Regions from separate parts of the Mus musculus genome. Here region 1 is linked to region 2. The links are chromatin contacts, called in public promoter capture Hi-C maps. All regions are on one chromosome and are shown on one strand. The core of a region is the stretch at or near the end of the contact, and the rest is flanking DNA. Distances in the headings are between cores, read along the strand shown.

Region 1 (3,033 bases), core at 85-2,584, 3.2 Mb before region 2:
CTGTACACTTTGTTTACATAGTGGTACAGTATAATCTTTGTTTCAGTATGTCTGGTCAAAATGCTGGATTCCTAGCTTAATGAATTAGCAATCTGATGGTACGATTTTCTATTTTATTAACCAAATAGCTAACCCTTCTATCCATTCAGTTATATAGCCTGATGTCAAGAAATCTTTGAAGGATTCACTTCCAACTTGGAACACAAGCTATAAAGGGGTCCCCTGTCATGCTGCAAATGCATTCACTTAGAGATATTATTGATTAAAAATAAAGCCAACAAAACTCCCCTGTGATTCACAAAGAAAAGCACATGGTAGCTACTCCCTGGGGCTGGACTTTTTTGTCTCTGGAGTGTCTAGAGAACATGGTTAAGTCAAAATGAGTGAACACGGTAGATACCTGAACTCCTCTACCTGCTAAGAAGTAGCCAACATGCCTCAGCTGTGTCTCCAGACTCCCTGATTAATAGCAGGACAACTGACAACAGGAAATTGTCAAGGAAGAACCTGTTCAAGTCAGAGCAATCAAATTCTTGAAGATATTGAAAGAGAGTGATTTCGTAACACAAAACGCTGCTTTTCCTATCAGAAATGTTACCACAGCTCAGAATTAGGCCCCGAGAGACTTGAATTTTTTGCCTTGTTTCCCTCGGTGTATGCCCTGTAGCAGAACAACCTAACAGCCCCGACTCCAGTTTCTTCTCTTAGTAAACAAGTTAACACTATCTCAATTAGCTAGCTCTCGGAAGAACTGAGGACCAGAAAGTGAGGGATCTCTTACATTTGAGACACGCCCTACAAATCCAAGACCTAAAATGGTGCTTTTTCAGGAGAGAGGGCTGGAGGACAGACAGGGTGATCTGTAGGGTTTGGGAAAAATCTAATGAGGCAATTTAACGTGCGATTAGGAGCTTTGGGTGAGGATGAATTCCCCCCACGCTGGACGCCACTCCCTGCTAGGCTCTCTCCCTAGGCGTGAACTCTGCTCTCCTGGCCTAGCTGGACCTTCCTGTGGCCCCTCCCACGCTCGCGGGGCCCCAGCCTCCCAGGGACCCCGACATTGCAGCAGGACCCTTCCGCAGCACACCGCGGCCCACCCGCTCTCCGACCAGCGCACCCTTGTCTGCGGTTGGCGATTTTGGCCCGGACGGCCAGCCTGGCCTGCTCACGCGCCCTGGCCGGAGCAGCAGGCTCAAGACACAGCCCCCTCTCTCGGGCGCACAGCCCCGGCCTCAGCAACACTCACCGCAGCGGCGCGCGCCCGCAGACAGACAAAGCCGGCGCCGAGCCCGTAGCAGCCGCTGCAACGCTGCGCGTCGCCGGACCACAACTCCCAGGAGCCCGCGCGCGCCCCGAGGCACTGTGGGAAGCGCCGCGACCGAGCTGCGGCAGAAACGCGGTGGCTGCTTCTGGTTGTTGGGGAGCGCCGTCCTGTGGAGGAGCGGTGGTTGAAGCTTGGGAATGCTTATGACGTTAAAACTGCAGAAGACTCAGGGTTCCCTATAGGAGCCGGGACCAAGTATTTCGGACAAAGAATCAGGAATACTCTCTGGTCCGTGTAATAAGTTTTTTTTCACCCAAAAGATGGACGAGGCACTGCAGGACTTCGGAGTTTAGGTACTACCCCGACTAGTTGTACGACCCAGGGCGCTCACTTGTGGGGAGCCCAGGTCCGACGGCTCCAGGACCCCATAGGGCACCTACGCGGGGCCCGGGAGACTTTCTGAGCCAAGGGAACTCGAGGGAACAGTATTCCCTGAGTGGACACTAACATTGTCTTCCTAACTGAAGAAGTTAATGACACAAGGGTTGAGATTTGAACACTCTAAAATTAGTTATTAGAGATGGGAGAGTAGCCCTTTTGGTCCTGAGAGGGGCGTGGATGAAATTGAGCATCCATTCAATAAAATCTCTTTTAAGATGCCTTAAACGTCCATCGACTGCATTTATTTATATGCATTTCTAATAGCCTTTTTTTTTTTTTTTTTTTTTTTTTGGTTTTTCGAGACAGGGTTTCTCTATATAGCCCTGGCCATCCTGGAACTCACTCTGTAGACCAGGCTGGCCTCGAACTCAGAAATCCGCCTGCCTCTGCCTCCCAAGTGCTGGGATTAAAGGCGTGCACCACCACTGCCTGCCTCTAATAGCTTTTCTAAAGGACATTAGTCTCACCCTGGAGCCCTGACTTGACTTCTTTCGTAGTGAGCCTCCCCCAGAGTCTTCCCTTGGTAGATTTAGCTATCCTATTGAATGAAAGAGACCATAAGAAATGTTCCTCTTGCAGTGCCCTTGTTCCTTTCCCAGAATTACATGTGTCAGACTGGATGAAATATTTGACTTCACAGGACATCTCTGTTCTGTGAGACCAGATGTGGGATTAGGACAAGTTTTAGTTGACAAAGCATCGGTAGGAAAAGGGGGCCATCAGGGGAGACAAGAACTCATGTTTCCTTCATAAATCTGCAAAGATTCTCTTAACAGCCTTGAGGACTTGGGTACACGTATTTTTTGGGAAAAAAAGATCCCATTTTGTTTAGTGTGTGGATGTGAGGGGTGTCTTGCTGTGCCTGTGGAGGTCAGAGAATCATTAGTATGAGTGGGCTCACCCTTTCCTACAGGGAATCGAACTCAGGTCATCAGACTTGGCAGCAGGCACTATTACCTACACACCATCTTACTGGCCCAGATCCATTTGATAGAGTGGTTACGATTGGGGTTGAAAGATCAGAGTCCCTAGACACATGGTTCTTGCCAAGATCTTAAATGGGGCATAGTCCTCAGCCACCACCTGCATCTTAACACTTGCATCAGGAAGGGGGGAGGGTGCCGAGTGAGGGCTAGGGGTGAGTTCTGCCAGTGCGTATTTAAATGCTTGTTACAGACATCTCCATCCCTGGTACCTTACATCACTAGGGGAAGGAATGATAATTCAGACAGTGACATTAGTTATGACAGTCTCACTACTTGGATAAAGAAACTGCTCAAATGACCTCCTATGCGGAGACCCTCTACGTGGATCAAATGTGTGATAAA
Region 2 (2,839 bases), core at 80-2,579:
GCACGTTTGAAAGGGAAAGCACATTTGTGACCAGGATTTATAAATAGGATGCCTGATATGGGAGTGAAGCTCTGAGGTGATGATAGAGTATTTGCTGTCAATATGACTCCAAAGTCTCTTTTTTTTTCCCCAGGAACCACTTTCCATTTGTTTACCCCTGTTTCCCCCCTGTATAAGCTATAAGGCACACACACACACACACACACACACACACACACACACACACACACCGTCTTGTAATTTATCCATTAGAAATAGGAAACCCTGGATGTAAAAAAAAAAAAAAAATCAATAAATAGTCCATGATATTATGATGCCCAGCATGCAGGAACACATCAGAAAAACAGGCGTAGTGGTACACACCTGTAATCCCAGGACTCAAGGAGGTGGAAGTAGAAATATAAAAACTCAAAGGCCGGCCTCTGCTTCACTGAGTGTTCAAAGACAGCATGGGGTGCATGGCATTCAGTCTTAAAAAAATAAATTAATTTATACTGGAAAGCTGACTCGACTCAGTGCTTACAAAGACCTGGGTAGGGTTTCCAGCACCCATATCAGGCACAGCTTGCCTGGAGCTCCACTTCTGCTGGGGTCCGCCATGTCTTGTCTCTGGAGGCATGAGACCACACACGCATACACGCACTCAAAGTTACAAATAATTTTAAAGAATTAAATAAAATTGCAGACGCAGGTTGATTCGGTCTCATCTCAAATTCAATTTGGCATGTGCTGGTAATTGAACCCAGGACCCTGGAACGCTGAAGAACCGCTCTGGGACTTAACTACATCCCACACCCGTTTTCCAGTTTGCAAAAGGGTTTGTGTCCGATTGCCTAGGCTGGTTCTAAATAGCAGTTCTCTTGGCTCAGGTTCCCTGCGGCTGGGGTCACCTCTCTCCGCGACCATGCCTGGCTCAGAAACTTTCTGACAAGTGCATTTGCCTCACCAGGCTGATTTCCTATAAAGTACTAATTTGTAATCTCTGGGTCCTTTAAGGGGATGCAGAACCTCTAGTAGAAAAGATTTAATTATGTCCTCCTCATAAGTAACAAGATCAAGTCCCTTCACAGTCCGGGGACACAAGCTTACTCCGTGGCCGGTCCACACACGCCAAAGGCAGCACTTCACAGAATGAGCAACCAGAGGCGCCTCCCGACCCGGAGATCGCAACACTCTCTGCCGGAGTACGAGGGGACCGAGTATAGACAGGTGAAGAATATTCCAGACCAGCCCAAAACTGGCTTCAGCTTTCCTAAGTGAACCCCGCCAGCCCCGGCAGCTGCTCCGCAACCACGGCTTACTTACCGCCGCTCAACTTCCGGCAACCACAGCCCCAGCCGCGCCGCGCGGCCCAATGACGTAATAACCCAGCCCACACAAACGCGGAAGCGCGGCGCGCATGCGCACTACAACAACAACGACAAAAAGGGTCCCCACAACCGCAATAACGGGGCGAAACTAAGGCTAACCTGTAAGCCTTTTGGGGCTTGTAAGGAAGATTACATTTTCCTGCGAGTGACTCTACAGTACTACGGAATTATTATCAAATTCCCAGGGTAGTACTAGAGTACAGGTGTTGAAACAAGGTTTATTTTTATTTTTTGCATTTTTAATTTTTTAAAAAGGTTATGTCCTCCTCATATTTACACTACATAGCCATGGCTGTTCTGGACCTGTATACATATACATCAGTCTAGTCTCGAACTAACAGAGATTGCTTACCTTTGCTTTGCCCCAGTGCTGGGATTAAAAGCTTGCCCAACCAAATATAACTCTGGAAAACCAAATAGAATCTAAAATATCCACCAAGCTACTGCAGCCAGCAACTTCAGTGACTATAAAATCACTTCTTAAGAACCTAATATGGGCCAGACGGTGTGGGATATGTCTTAAATTCCAGCATTTGGGCTGGGCGTGGTGGCACAAGATTTTAATCCCAGCCCTCAGGAGGCAGAGGCAGGCAGATTTCTGAGTTCAAGGCCAGCCTGGTCTACAAAGTGAGTTCCAGGACAGCCAGAGTTATACAGAGAAACCCTGTCTCGAAAAACAAAACAAAACAAAACAAAACAAAAAATCCAGCATTTGGGAGGCAGAGGTAGGTGGATCTGTGAGTAGTGAGTTCTGGGACAGCCAGGGCTACACTATCTCAAACAAAACAAACAAACAAATAAAACGAACAAAAAACTTACTACTGGGAAAACATTTTTTTTTTTGACAGGATAATGAACATAATGAAATGCTCTAGCCTGGGGAGTCTTGCACATGAGTGACTTCCTTAGCGACAAGAGTGTACTTGACTTGATTTAGTTCTATAGTCCAGGATGATCAGAGCTCAAGGCAAGCATCCTGATACCGCATCACCATTGCTGAGATGGCAGTCCACGGACACCTTTCCTGGCACACAGTGCCTTTGGAGTGCCTCTAGGGATTCATCATAATATCTTGGACTATTTATTGATTTTTTTTTACATTAAGGGTTTCCTATTTCTAATGGATAAATTACAAGGTGGTGTGTGTGTGTGTGTGTGTGTGTGTGTGTGTGTGTGTGTGTGTGTGCCTTATAGCTTATACGGGGGGGGGGGCAGAGTAAACAAATGGAAAGTGGTTCCTGGAAAAAAGAAAGAGAGACAGACAGAGAGAGAGAGAGACAGACACTTTGGAGTCAGAGTGACAGGAAATAATCTTAGACTCTGAAAAATAAGAAAAAAAACCCCACAAAATGAGCGTTAGGAAGAAGGCATGAAGTTGGGGAACAAGGAATAACTACTGGAATGGAAGACCACCCTGAACTACAGGTGGGTAAATGTCTCCAGGACCACAACTGGCTACCAATCACAGC

Evidence for each region. Promoter capture Hi-C pulls out the DNA fragments that hold promoters and counts their contacts.
Region 1: a promoter capture Hi-C map of pre-B cells shows a contact between it and region 2. The contact joins the promoter of Zfp637 here to the promoter of Atg7 in region 2. A contact is called at or near these places in 1 of 39 promoter capture datasets (pre-B cells) and 1 of 484 Hi-C or Micro-C datasets (B cells).

The regions. Positions count from the first base shown.
Region 1 is chr6:117,839,482-117,842,514 of GRCm38.p6, reverse strand. It overlaps Zfp637 (zinc finger protein 637), which reads right to left and starts at 1,334. Exons shown (of 3, transcript NM_177684.3): 1 at 1,247-1,334.
Region 2 is chr6:114,641,617-114,644,455 of GRCm38.p6, reverse strand. It overlaps Atg7 (autophagy related 7), which reads right to left and starts at 1,329. Exons shown (of 19, transcript NM_028835.5): 1 at 1,306-1,329.